2 separate regions of the Zea mays genome follow, and region 2 is linked to region 1. Evidence: chromatin contacts called from public Hi-C data. All regions are on one chromosome and are shown on one strand. Each heading gives the region's core, a stretch centred on a gene start, on an enhancer-like site or on the middle of the called end of the contact. The rest is flanking DNA. Distances are from core to core; before and after follow the strand shown.

What was found. Hi-C and Micro-C count contacts between places; a contact is called where the count stands out from the background.
Region 2: a Hi-C map of bundle sheath shows a contact between it and region 1, with 2.2 times the contacts expected there. The contact joins the promoter of sbp21 here to the promoter of LOC100276438 in region 1. A contact is called at or near these places in 4 of 25 Hi-C or Micro-C datasets (bundle sheath, ear and tassel).

What each region holds. Positions count from the first base shown.
Region 1 is chr10:141,622,278-141,628,828 of Zm-B73-REFERENCE-NAM-5.0, reverse strand. It overlaps LOC100276438 (Putative glucuronosyltransferase PGSIP7), which reads right to left and starts at 2,565. Exons shown (of 5, transcript NM_001150229.3): 1 at 2,062-2,565; 2 at 136-391. The coding sequence starts at 2,327. It also overlaps LOC103642902.
Region 2 is chr10:141,790,893-141,797,140 of Zm-B73-REFERENCE-NAM-5.0, reverse strand. It overlaps sbp21 (SBP-transcription factor 21), which reads left to right and starts at 3,868. Exons shown (of 3, transcript NM_001318379.1): 1 at 3,868-4,401; 2 at 4,550-4,677; 3 at 5,927-6,248. The coding sequence starts at 3,977.

The sequences.
Region 1 (6,551 bases), core at 1,316-3,815:
AAGAATGTTGCTAGTGCAATGTAGGTTCGTTTATAACCGTTTCAAAGACAGAAATACATATTTTCAGATCTGCAAGAATTGTTTTTTTTAACAGAAAATGGAATGCCTGGCTGCCTGCAATGTAAGCAGCTCTACCTGAAGCACAAAGAGACCTGTATGGAAGATACAGGGATTGATGAAGACAGCACAGAACTGACCACACTGAAATAACTCATCAGTATTTTGGAGGAAAATGTTGTCGGAGTCAAGCATAACAACTCGCTCATACGAAACCAAGCTCCATGCATACAGCTTGTTTAAGGTCAACTTGAATCGCATGTTGAAATTCTCTTGTCTCTCGTATGGATTTTTCAAATTCTCCACAGAGACCACCTTTACACCATCATCTTTCCTAAAGAAAGAGTTTTAATGCAAATATATTACTAACAGAGGCAAAAACTATAAGAAAGAACATGGTACTGAAGTAAACAAGTCTAATTTTGCAGGAAAAGAAAAACATTCCATCCCAAATGCATATTGCCGCTGTCAGTGCATGTTCAATGCTTAAAATAGGAGTATAAAATTGTAGCAACACCCCGCAAGAAAAAGCATCACATCAGAAAAGACAAAGGATGCTCCATGCAAGTTTTCAAAGAATAGCATCACAGGATAAATTGGCATGATGGTATCAATTTTCATACTGCTACTTCACAGAGGCAAATATTGATGTCTTTTACCTATTCTTTTGTTTCACTCTATACAACCATTATCGTCCATTCATGATTAGGAGCACTTCTTTAGTGCCCACAATAAAAGACAGTACTGCTATAGTGCTATTTCTTGATGCACACACCAAGTGTATAATAACCTTAACTTGTGCTCATGTTTTGTAATACAGAAAAGCAAAGTTTTATCCACTTGTTATCTGCAAAGTGCAACTAAGTTTATGTTCTTTGAAGTTTACGATTAAAAAATTTCTCAAAACAGCAACCCGTTGAAGATTTAATATTCCAACAAACAAAGAGGAACGTTGGACCACTAGGATACGAAAGAAGAAGACAAATTCGAGAAAAAAAACGAGCATCCACCCAAGCTATAAGTTGTTGGAAATAACTGGCAGTCATAAGTCATGGCGTAGAAAAATATTTAGCAAGGAAAAACAATGAAAGATAAACTCCAGTCGACATACACATGTGGCTGTTTGGACAATTCGATATATTTTACATACTAGTCCAACTGATATATTGTTATATTAATAGTCAGTCCCCATCAGCTAACTACATATTATAACGTGAGGCAGTGGAAATCAGCTGTTGAAATATCACGACTGTTCAGTAAACATCGTAGATAGGCCAAGCCAGTAGCCCATTGCAAACATCATTTTATATAATAACGCAGTTGCAATTGATGAAATCCAGTGACCTGGACTGGAAATTCACAGCTTATCAACAAATATCTCACAGGTGAATTCTGAGACACTCACCGAAACAAACTTTATGGCCTTACTACTAAAGTCAACATGAAAAGGACCTACGCACTCAAAGACTTGAATTCTGAGGCCATTTCCAAAGATGAAGCCGAGCACGAACACAGTTATCTCGCACTTTCCCCCAAAGTACAAGACGGGGTATCGGCGAGAGCAATTCAAATACAGCTGGAACACCTGATGTTCCTCATGTTTTAGGAAATTTGGCGAATACAATGAAACTTGAACTGAACCAGGAAGGAGACAATTTATAATCATGCAACATATCGCGTCGAAAAGGAACAAATGTGTAGTGTAGGGCACTAGAGCTAGACAACGAAGAGGACCAAAGTTCGGCGCCGGCGTAAACTTGATCCGACCGAACATGAAAATAACCGCGAAATTTGCTTCAATGAACTAATTAAGCAGGCAACAAGTCAAAACCCGAGCACTTCAAAACGCATCCCAATTTGATTGGAACGCAGCAAAGTCTGCATCAAACAACGGCACGGGCGTCCGTTATCAAACGCCCAGCGATCCAGTTAAGCGACACCAGGGAGCCGAGTGGCGCGCGCGCAAAGAGCCAAGGAGCAAGACGGGAGGAGGTGGGAGCTTACAGCGCCTGGACCCAGAGCGGTGGGACGTCGAGGGAGGCGATCACGACGCGGTCGGCGTCGGCGCTGAGCCGGCGCAGGGACTGCATCATGACGCGCGTGGCCACGTAGAACTCGTAGTCCCGTGGAGTGCCCATGTACATCATCGACGCGTACGCGTGCCGCCTCGGCGCTGACCCGACCACGACCTCACCCTCCGCCGCCGCCGCCGCCGCCGCCACCACCCACAGCGCGGCCACGAGCCACCACAGCCCCGCGGACCACCCCATCCCCACCACCAGGGAGGCAGGGACGGAACGAACCCCACTTCCCAGCAGCGCCCCGAGATCTGGCTACGAGCGTGGACCCCTGGGCCTTACCGCGCCGGCCCCGGAGCATCCGCAGGCGGCCGGAGATCGGTCGCCGGATCTGTGGAGCCGCCGGAGGTGTCGCACGCTCGCCGCCGCCGTGCCTCGGGAGCAGCGATTTTTTTTTTCTTTTCCTTACTCAATCTCCTTTTGACCTGTCTCGACTCTCGCTCGTATCAACGAGAATGGGAAAAGCTGGGAGCGGAGGTGGGAGGGAGCAGTGGAAGAAGACGCGAGACGAGGAACGCGGTGCTTCGACTTCGAGCGATCGGACGGACCTGGCTGCTGGCTGGCCAGCTGACCTAACCCGGTTGAGCAGCAACCAGCACACAGCAAGCTGAGCCTGAGCGTGAGCCGCGTCAGCGGTCAGCAGCTCACCACCTGCCTAGGACGGTAGTTGCGCTTGCGCACTTCCACTAATAATTGCGAGTCACGTGGAGCACCAGTTGAATTTGCGTAATCACGATGGGACTAATGATTAGGCGGCTGGGTTGGGCTTGTCACAGCGAATGCACAACCAGGCCGGCCTGGAAGAAGCGGCCTAAAGATGAATGCGTTGGCTGAGAGACTGGGCCAGGTTAAGCTCGGGCTTTGTGATCCGATTGGGCTTTTTTTCAGAACCAATTGGGTTCTGTGATCGGCGAGATCGTGACTATTTCACAACGTCAGTTTTTGGGTTCACAGGCCCATCCCAGGTCTAAGACCTAGTTTGTTTCAGCTTAAATCCAAATTCTGGGTTCTTTCTCCCAGATGTTTGTAGTGTTAAACTTCATGTCATCTGTTTTTATTGGGCACTTGATGGATGGCATCATCAAGGTTTAGGCAAACGTTTCCACGAGCACTGTCACCGTAGCCGTCTCCGTCGTTTCTTCATTCGACTAGCAGTACAGCATCGCTCTCTTTAGCACACAATACTGTATCTAGAAGTATAAAGGTTGTCAGGAACCTGCAATTTAGAGTTACATAAACGCACAAAATTTTTGAAAATAAACCTCACAACCAAACATGGTTCTCAGAATGTAAGTAGCCAACAGCTTGACTGTCGAAGCAAGTTTTACAGCAAAACAAGAGATCAAGAGGACCTCAGCACTGCACGGCGGCCAATTCCAAAGCCAACAAGACCGCGACCACCACGCCAGCCGCACGGCACCAGGAAGCACCGCAGCCGCACTTCCTCCACCAGCGACGCTGCACGGCCCCCCTTCCCGCCTCCACCGCGGCCTCTCGATCGATGTCGCGCATCAACTCCTCGCTTGTTCCCGCGGCCTCCCGCTTCTTGGTAACCGTATCCGCCGCCTCCCTCCTGCGTATTTCCGCGGTCTCGCACTCGGCGTCGTTGTCCTCGACTCCTCGGCGATGCCATCCAACGCCCCCTCCTTGTTGGCGCGGGCTTCCACGGCGTCGCGCTTGGCGTCCTCCTCCGTCGTCTCCTGGCAATGGTTCAGGTGCAGCGACTGCGCGCCGCGCCCAACGATCGTACGTGGCCGCGAGGACAGCAAAGCGTGCCTCGGCCTCGGCCAGGTGCTCCGGGAGCGCCCCGCCGTTGCACTCCGCCACGGAGGACAGGAGCGACCGGACGAAGTCGGTCTTCGCGTCGATCATCGCGCGGAGCCGCTCCTCCGTGTAGAGGCTCCGCTTCCTGGACGACAGCGCGTCGTCGAGGCAGGCGCATAGCTCGTCAAGCTTCCAGTCCACCACCGTGGTCGCAAGCAGTCCCTGCGTCGCCGCCGGCATGCCCAATGGCGCAGGCGCAGCCCACCGGTTTGTGGTCGCGTACTGGCGTTGTCGATGTTGGTGTTTCGCGGCGGTTTCCTTGTGCCTTTATATGACCGCCGCGGCTCGCGGGTGAGTTGCGAGTTCGAGCTGTGACGCTTCGTTGCCCGCGCGCTTGGGGTAATGGCACGGGTGCGCGTGCTTGGTTTGAATTTTGATACGCTTCGTGCCATGTGAAGGAAGTGGCACGGACGCACGGTTGCATATGCGGATCTTTGCTGAGGCCATTCCTGTTTTGTGATTTTCTAGAATGTAAAATGCGAAGAGACATGAAAGAAACAATCACTTTCAGGGTGCAGTTTTATTCTTTTATTTTATATATAGATATTTAATACTATGATGAATCATCTAAAGGAAATCTAGTAAAAAAAAGTCTTATTTACTCCTTGGGAGTACACGAAACTCGTATCTCCTTTCTACCTGAAAACGTTTCCACCTCATAAAAAATGATTATATAACAATCTATCAAGGCTCAAGGGCAAATAAAACTATGATGAACAACACTAAGACTAAATATTTTGTTTCTTTGAGCAGTATTTAAAAAATGATTATATAACAATCTATCATTGTAACAAAACGCATCCTAATTGTCTTGCAGAGACTATGAAACAACACATAATACTATGCATTTTGACAATTATATCTTCTATAGTATAGTAATATATGATGTGCCAATTTTAGATACTGTGATAAGAAATAATTGGTTGCAAATAGAATTATAAGCCTCAGTATTTAACATGAAAAGAGTTGCTTCTTTATGTGCACTACAACAAGTTATATTGAATACATGCAAAATAACAAGCAAATACAATAGTGGATTGTTAATCATCAATCGGGGCAGAACGTCCAATTATCATCGAAAAAGACACCCACCAACCGACACGTAGACTTAAACAATAATTTCAGATACATGCCTTAAAAGTACCTTGAATATGTGTTAGGGGCGTTTGATTTCATTTACTAAACTTTAGTCTCAATTACAACAAAAGGTTAGTTAGAATTATTAAATATAGTCTAATTACAAACATAATTATACATATTACAACTAAACGACAAGGCCTTCTCCATATCTTGAGCGATACGTACATTTGCGCCCCGCCGCGTCGTGCCACGCCTTTGCAGCGATGCCCTTGCCCCCGTTCCCTATCGACGCTGCCACCAGAAATTACACCCACGCCGATGATGCACATGGACCAGACGTCCCCATGGCTACATCTAGGGCTAGAAAAAAGCTCAAGGCTCGCGAGATGGATCGAGCTTGCTTAGACTCGGCTCGGCTTGGAGAGGCTTGCGAACCTGAACGAACTCGAGTCGAGCTTGCTTTTGTGGCTCGCTAAAGCAGCGAGTCGAGCTGAGCTTTATGAGGTTTGTGAGCCGGCTCGAGAGGCGACTTAATGATATGGTGTTATATTGTTACATTATTATGTTATTAATTTATTTTCTTATTTCGATATATATCAATCATAATGAGGCGGATCTAAACAACAACATTGTCTAAGATATATTGTTTTTAAGACACATTTTCTTTAAATAATACCATGATAATTGGTACCTACTAATTCATATATTTCTTTATACTAATCAAGTTCGCTAAAATTTACGTATTTTGACCAATTTGCCCTCAACATGCTAGTCAAAAACACACGATCTAGACATCACATCAAAATAATATAATATAATTAAATTTAAAATAAAGTATTAAAACATTGTAAAATGCATCATAATAATTGTAATTCAACAATTACAACCTATAATCTAAGTAAAGGCCAATGCAATATTTCAAAAACTCATACATCAAATTTAAATATTTCACAGATAATAACCAAAGCCACTTAGACACTTTCATACACTTTCATTCGACCACAACAGAAATTATAGGCATTTCAAGGAGCCCGGGCTATTTTTGGTGGCCACACCCATGTGGCCGAAAATAGCCCTCTATTTTCTGCCTAGTTAAACTAAAAATAAGCATTGAATAGACGCCTAGTCAACCCATTTCTTCCATTCGCAAGCGATGCCTCTCACTCGCCGCTAGCAGCCACGCTCGCCGCCCCCTCCTTGGCCCACACGTGCCATTGTTGCCTCACGGCACCGATGCCGCCGTCTTGTGCCCTCCCCCGGCGGCATCGCCCTATGCTCTCCCCCGGTGTCACCGCCACGCGCCGGGCTCTGACCCCCACAGCCCTGTGGTCGTCTGTCCCCGTGCCAACGACCGGGGCGCTGCTGAAGTCCCTAATCCGATGTATGCTCCCTGGTATGATCAAGATCATCAACTGTTTAGTGGCCATTTCTTATCGATGATCGAGGGAGTACATCATGATGTTGTTAGTGCCATATATTCCAGTAAGGTATGGAACACCCTCTAAAAGAAAT
Region 2 (6,248 bases), core at 2,619-5,118, 170 kb before region 1:
AGGCCTGTCGTGACCCACATGTCCTTGTTGTCCTTCAAAGAGTCTGGTGGTTGGACATGTTCGTCTTTAGAGTCATTCGTACTATATATGCCTCATCCGGCGCACGCCCAACCAAGGATGTGCGCCGAGCTATTAAAGAACCATAAGTGTGTTAGTTCAGCACATATATCCATGGCACCTCTGGACCGTGACGCCATGGAGTCTTATACGACTTAGGGTGTCCTAACTTAGAGCAACCGATGCCAGTGATCGAGATCAGGACTACATTTGTCGTAGTGACTATACCAATTTTGTTGTGGTCAGGGTAGCTCTATTCGAGAATGACCTGGCCAGGGTGACTAGGTCAATGTCGGTCGAGATAACCAGGTCGATGTTGTCTTCGACCAGTCTAGGCTACATTTTGTATTGACGCTCTTATCTTAGAGTGATCTTTTGAAACGTCTTAAGATACCTCTGTCCTCTTGTATGAGTACACGTCAATATGCAACAGAAGTCATTACACAGGCTTGGCAGGTTACTTACTCGCGTAGGCACGAGTATCGGCAAAACTTCGTCAATGTAAAACTCAGACACTGATTTCCTAGGTGCGCGCATGGTCCACGATAGTTTACCCACTAACAATATTGCTTGATAAGAGATCCTTTTGACAGTATTACATCCTTTGATAGGTATAGGAAATGAATCACTCCACGTTAAAAAATCGTCGGAGAAGTCACTGCATACGAAATTTGAAGCCAAACCATTTTGGAACGGTAACATTCAGAAAACATCCTGTAATTTGTACTTCTCCACTCACCTGACGCCGTCCTCCCAGAATCAGTGGTGCGGTCCTAACTCAGGTACAACAAGTATTGCATTCAAAATCCAGACAGCTACGGCAACATCTGTTACGTGCAAACTGAAACGTCATAAAGGTAACACACAATAAGGGATGATAAGAACAAAGCAACCGGAATATTGATTCCCAAATATTTGATACGTACGTTCTCAGTTTCTACTATGCTGCACATTTTCAGGATTGTAAATGGTCAGTCGTTAACTGCCAATGAAGAGGAGATACCATTTTTAGATTAAAAAGTCCCAAAATCAGTACAAGCAGAAGTGCAGAACTTGCGAAGGAAACTGAAAACATTTAAGGCGCACACAAAAAAAAAACGTTTCAGGTAAACTTGCTATTGCCAGAAAATACTATACTCTTGGGCTCAGTTTCTCAAATTCGTCAGGTGCCGTTCGTTTCTTCCGGAATGAAGACATCAAACAATTACTAGACGGTTTGTTTTGCTAATTTATATAAGTTTTGATCAGCTGAAATTATTCCTGCTTCATTCCTGAACAAACGAACAAGGCCTCAGAGCCTGTTCGGTTGTTCCGGAATTCAATAGGATTCAACCCAGTTCATCGATGCTTATATTAATTAGACAAACAATCCGGACTGGAATCGTTCAGAGCTACCGTTCCGTAGGAACCGAACAGGCCCTCAGGGTCCGTTCGGTTATAGTGGAATAAAGCAGGATTCGTTTCAGCTCATCTAAATATATATAAATTAGAGAAGTAATCCGGCTAGGAATCAATCCGGACCTCCAATCCCTGAAAACCGAACAGGGCCTCATGCAGCTCGAAAACAGATGGAACCAACTTCCTTCGCTTCTACCGAGCTATGAGACGCATGATATCACACTCCACACAATGACAAAATTTCCGTGGAATCAGAATTATATAGTAGAGCAGTCAAGTCTCCAACAAATTACCTGCTTGGATCGCCACCGAGTCCGGAACCGCGCCCAGTCAGCATGCATCAGTGACCACGTGTCCCGTGAAGAGGGACACAAAACCTAGAACGAACAGCGCAGTTCCGAAGAACACCGAAGAAGTCGGCGCCTTCCCTCGGAGAGGTGGCGTCGCAGCCAGCCAGTCCGCCACCGGAGTAGTACGACCTGGCTTCCGCGTCAGGCTTCCTCCCCCATTGACGGTCCGCACCAGCTCGAGCGCCTAGAACCTCCGCTCCGCATGCAGCGCCCACCTTCCGTTCAGGGTCCGCCTGCTCTAGAGTCTAGATCGTGGAGGAGCAGAGACGTCCATTGCGACGGCCGACGGGAGGAGGCAGGCGTGTCCGCGTATGAACGGGACCGGGACCGGGGGTTTCCACTCTGCACAGTGCCACAGTGGAGTGTGACGATGACACGGACCGTACGTCGTAGGTGCGCTGAGTTACTAATTAATGGGCCGTCAATTGGTTGGTCCACATACTGATACCTAGATTAACGGGCCGGATAACGTGAGACGGTGAGAGACAGGCAGGCATCATCAGCTAGCTTGCACTCGGTCCATCTGTTTTCTGGGGAAGAAATAAGAAGAAAAGAAACGAGTTCCACGGTACTCGTCCCGCCTCGCAAGTTGGTTTGCCGTACGTCGCACTGCGACCGTACCATTACCGTTCACCCGAGGGACAGCATCACTGTTGCCGATCATGGATGGCACCCATGTGACTCGTGACCCTGCCACGCCACGGCTGTCGACCATGACAACCAACAGGACGGAGGGGGTCGAGTCGAGGTCGAGGCACTGCAAATTGCTAGCTGCGCCACCACGGCGGCCGGCCGGGCAAACCAACCGGCACATCGCTAGGGCAGGCAGGCAGGCTCACACTACCCCCACTCGACCATCCCAAACGACAGCGGCAATCATCCGGCCAGCGCACCCTTGTCACGGGGTGTCAGCGGGAATTGAAAACGAGCGCTGCACCTGCACCTGCACCTGCACCTGCACTGGCTGCATGCATGCATGCCGGCCCGGTTGGCAGTACGTACTAGTACAGCATACGAGCACGGCTTGCCAAGCACGTACACCGCTCGTACAGGCAGGCAGGCAGGGTACTGGCTGGCTAACAAAACAACCCGCCCGGCCCGACCTAAAGCCAGCGTCCGCACGGTACTGCGCAGAGCAGCCACGGAAGCCGCCAACTTACGGGTACCCGTACGTATCTCCCCCGACGCCCAACACGGAGATATTATTTCCCCCAAAGCCAAGACATACCCCCCATTCCCCAGCCAATCGGCCATGGCCCGCGCTGTAGCTGACACTGACGACTGGACCGGGGCCGTACGGTCCCCGCCGGCCGGCCGGCCGGCCTGCCTGCTGCGTACCCTCTCGGCCTGCCCCCGCACCGCACCGCACCAGGCTTTGCGGTCGCTGTGCGAGGCTGCACTTTGACAGGTGGGACACGGTGACTCAGGTCCCACTGGGCAGTGGGTGCGCTCGGCGGTGGATTTTGGTACGCGGTGCGCAAAGCCTTTTGTGGCGTCTGGTTCCGGATACGGGATCTTTCGAGCAAGTGGCAGAGCCGCCTGTTTTCTAACCCGTCACCCAGGCAGATCTTAGCCAATGACGTTCGGGACCCACCTGACGGAGACTCCACATGTCATCCGCGTCTCCCTATGGCCCGAGTCCCATTCGGGGTGAGGGACGGAGCGAGGCGTGTAGTCACTCACTCACACAGCGCGCAGCCTTTATAATGGGGCGTGGCAGTGATGCCACCGCACAGCGTCCCGCGGGTCCCGCCTCGGGCTGGATTGAACTCATCAATGACACCCCTCCATGTGCCCGCGGCCCACGGTCACGAGACTGGCTCGTGGCCCCACACCGCGCCAGCACGGCTCCTGCCGCTAGCCTGTCTCAGTGCCTGACGGGAGATCCCACGTGTCAGTACAGGTCCTTGTTCCCCACCCCGGGTCACCCCCACACTCGCCTCGCCTGCCTGGCTGAGCAGTGAGCATGGCTGCCTGCTCCTCCCCGGGAGGCTCGTCTCGCTGCCCGGTTGCTTTATATGGGGTGCCACGCCACGCCAGCGTGGGTAGCATACCGGCTGTACTTCCAGCAGCAGCATCATCAGCCGCCGCCGCCGCCGCCGCGCTTCCACTTTGTCTTGAGCCCTGCCCTCAACGACGACTCGCGGGCCGGCAGCACAGCACGTATAGCTATGGAAGGAAACGGTGGCGCGGGCGGCGGTAGCGGAAGCGCGGCACCGCCCTGGGATCTCGCCATGCACTGGGCACCCGCCGTAGTGTCGTCCTACCCGCCGCAGCCCTTGGAGCTGCAGCAGCAGGAGCTTACCTGCCTCAAGCTGGGGAAGCGGCCCGCCTGCTGCTGGGCAGGGGCGCCGGGCAACCAAGCGGCGCAGGTCCACGGCAATGGCGGCGCTGGTGGCGCAGCTGCTGAGGGTAAGAGGAAGGACAAGGCGCCTGCCGCGGCGGCCGTGACGAGGTGCCAGGTGGAGGGGTGCCACCTGTCGCTGGCGGACGCCAAGGAGTACCACCGGCGGCACAAGGTGTGCGAGGCGCACTCCAAGGCGCCCCGGGTCGTCGTCCTCGGCGCCGAGCAGCGCTTCTGCCAGCAGTGCAGCCGGTCTGTTCATATTTAATTTAACTCGACTATATACGTTACTCCATACATAGTCCGTGAGAGGTAAACCTTTGGATTGATGAGAATAACATGCATGCGCGGAACGTCGCGTTGTTGTGTGTTTTTTCTGGCTGCACATACGCGCGTGCAGGTTCCACGCGATCTCGGAGTTCGACGACGCGAAGCGGAGCTGCCGACGGCGTCTGGCCGGGCACAACGAGCGGCGGCGGAAGAGCAACGCCAGCGAGGCCATGGCAAGAGGCGTCGCGCACCCACACGGTACGTGTCCCTCCGTCCGTCCGTCCGTCCGTCCTTCAGTCAGTCCGTCGTGCCCGGCGTTCTCCGATCCGGATACTGTAACTGTGCAAGGGGGCGTTTGGTTCCCAGGCACACACACACACTACACTACTACGGTTGTGGCCTCGCTCGCCACACACAGCCTCTGGCCGACGTTTCGTTGATGAGTACAACGAGGCAGGCACAAGTGAAGAATCACAGCAAATTCTTCGTTGTTCTCCCCTACGATACAGTGGATTTTCACCGTCACAGCGAAAACCAAGCGTGGCTTTGTGTGCTGTGTCCAGGATGCGAAAATCAAGCTAGTCAGGGGCCAGCGCCCATGCGATGCACATTCACGGAATCACTGTATCGGTAGCTACAGGATAATAACAGGAGTGTAGTAGTTTAAAAGAGAGAGAGAGAGAGAGAGAGAGAGAGAGAGAGAGAGAGAGAGAGAGAGAGAGACTCGCTCGCAGGGGTAGTTGGTTTGATGCCGGGAAACATGGAGAGGTAGCTGCTGGCAAGGCACGAACAACGAAAGGCTAGTCCTCGGGATGTGCGACGTGCAAAGCCCGTTGTTAGGGCACGGATTTTCACGCGTGCCTTTATGTGCACACCTGCGGGCTGCGTCCTGCGTCCTGCATGCTTGCTGTGTGCTGGGGGTCTGGTGGGGTGGGGGTAGGCCGACCGTGCTATGATCACTTACACTTACACGGTAGGACGTCTCTCACAGTGGCAAAATTTCCGGTCACAGTAGAATGTGGGGAAAAATTCCTGTCCAAATGCAAGAGGACGTAAACATCCCATCCGATGCAAGAGAGCTATACTTATAGAATTCAGAAGAAACGGTTTAAAAAATAGAGTAGCTATTATATACGTAGTACATCATAGCCAGCTTGCTCATACGCGTAGGTCGGTACTCGGTAGGCCTACGTACCTCCATACCGCTCTCAGCGTAGCGTAGGAGCCGTACATACGAAGAGTCATGTCGCGTCTAGGTACGTCGGAACAAGGACGACCAAACTTAGCACAGCTAGCGTATCTACAGTGCACAGTACAGCTGCCGCCTGCGCGAACGAATCTATACTTCTGAGCGAGCGAGCGTACTCATACTTCAAAACTCGTTATACTTGATCAGCCATTAATTCAGCAGCCACACGAAAATTCTATACTGCAAAATTGATCGCATTGGGTTTGTATTTTTCTTCTTCGTCTTCTTCTTCTAACGACCAAACTGCATGTAATGCAGGAGTGACGGCTTTCGGCCACGGCGGCTTCCTGCCCTCGCGCGGCCTCGTCCCCGCAGGGTCGTCCCCGGCGGCGGCTGGTGCTCTCTCTCTTCTGTCATCGGCCAGAGGCAGCGTGGCGGGCGCCAGCGGGCCCTGGCTGGTCACGGCGGCGCGGGAGGACATCCCGGCGCGCTCCAGCGCGGCGCTCGACGACCTTATCGCCGAGAACCGCGCCGCCGCGCTCCTCGCGCGGCAGTACTTCGTCTCCGACCGCTCGCCGGCGCCCAGACGGGATTTCGTCGCCTCTTCGACGGCGGGTTGCTCCCTCCAGCAGCAGCAGCA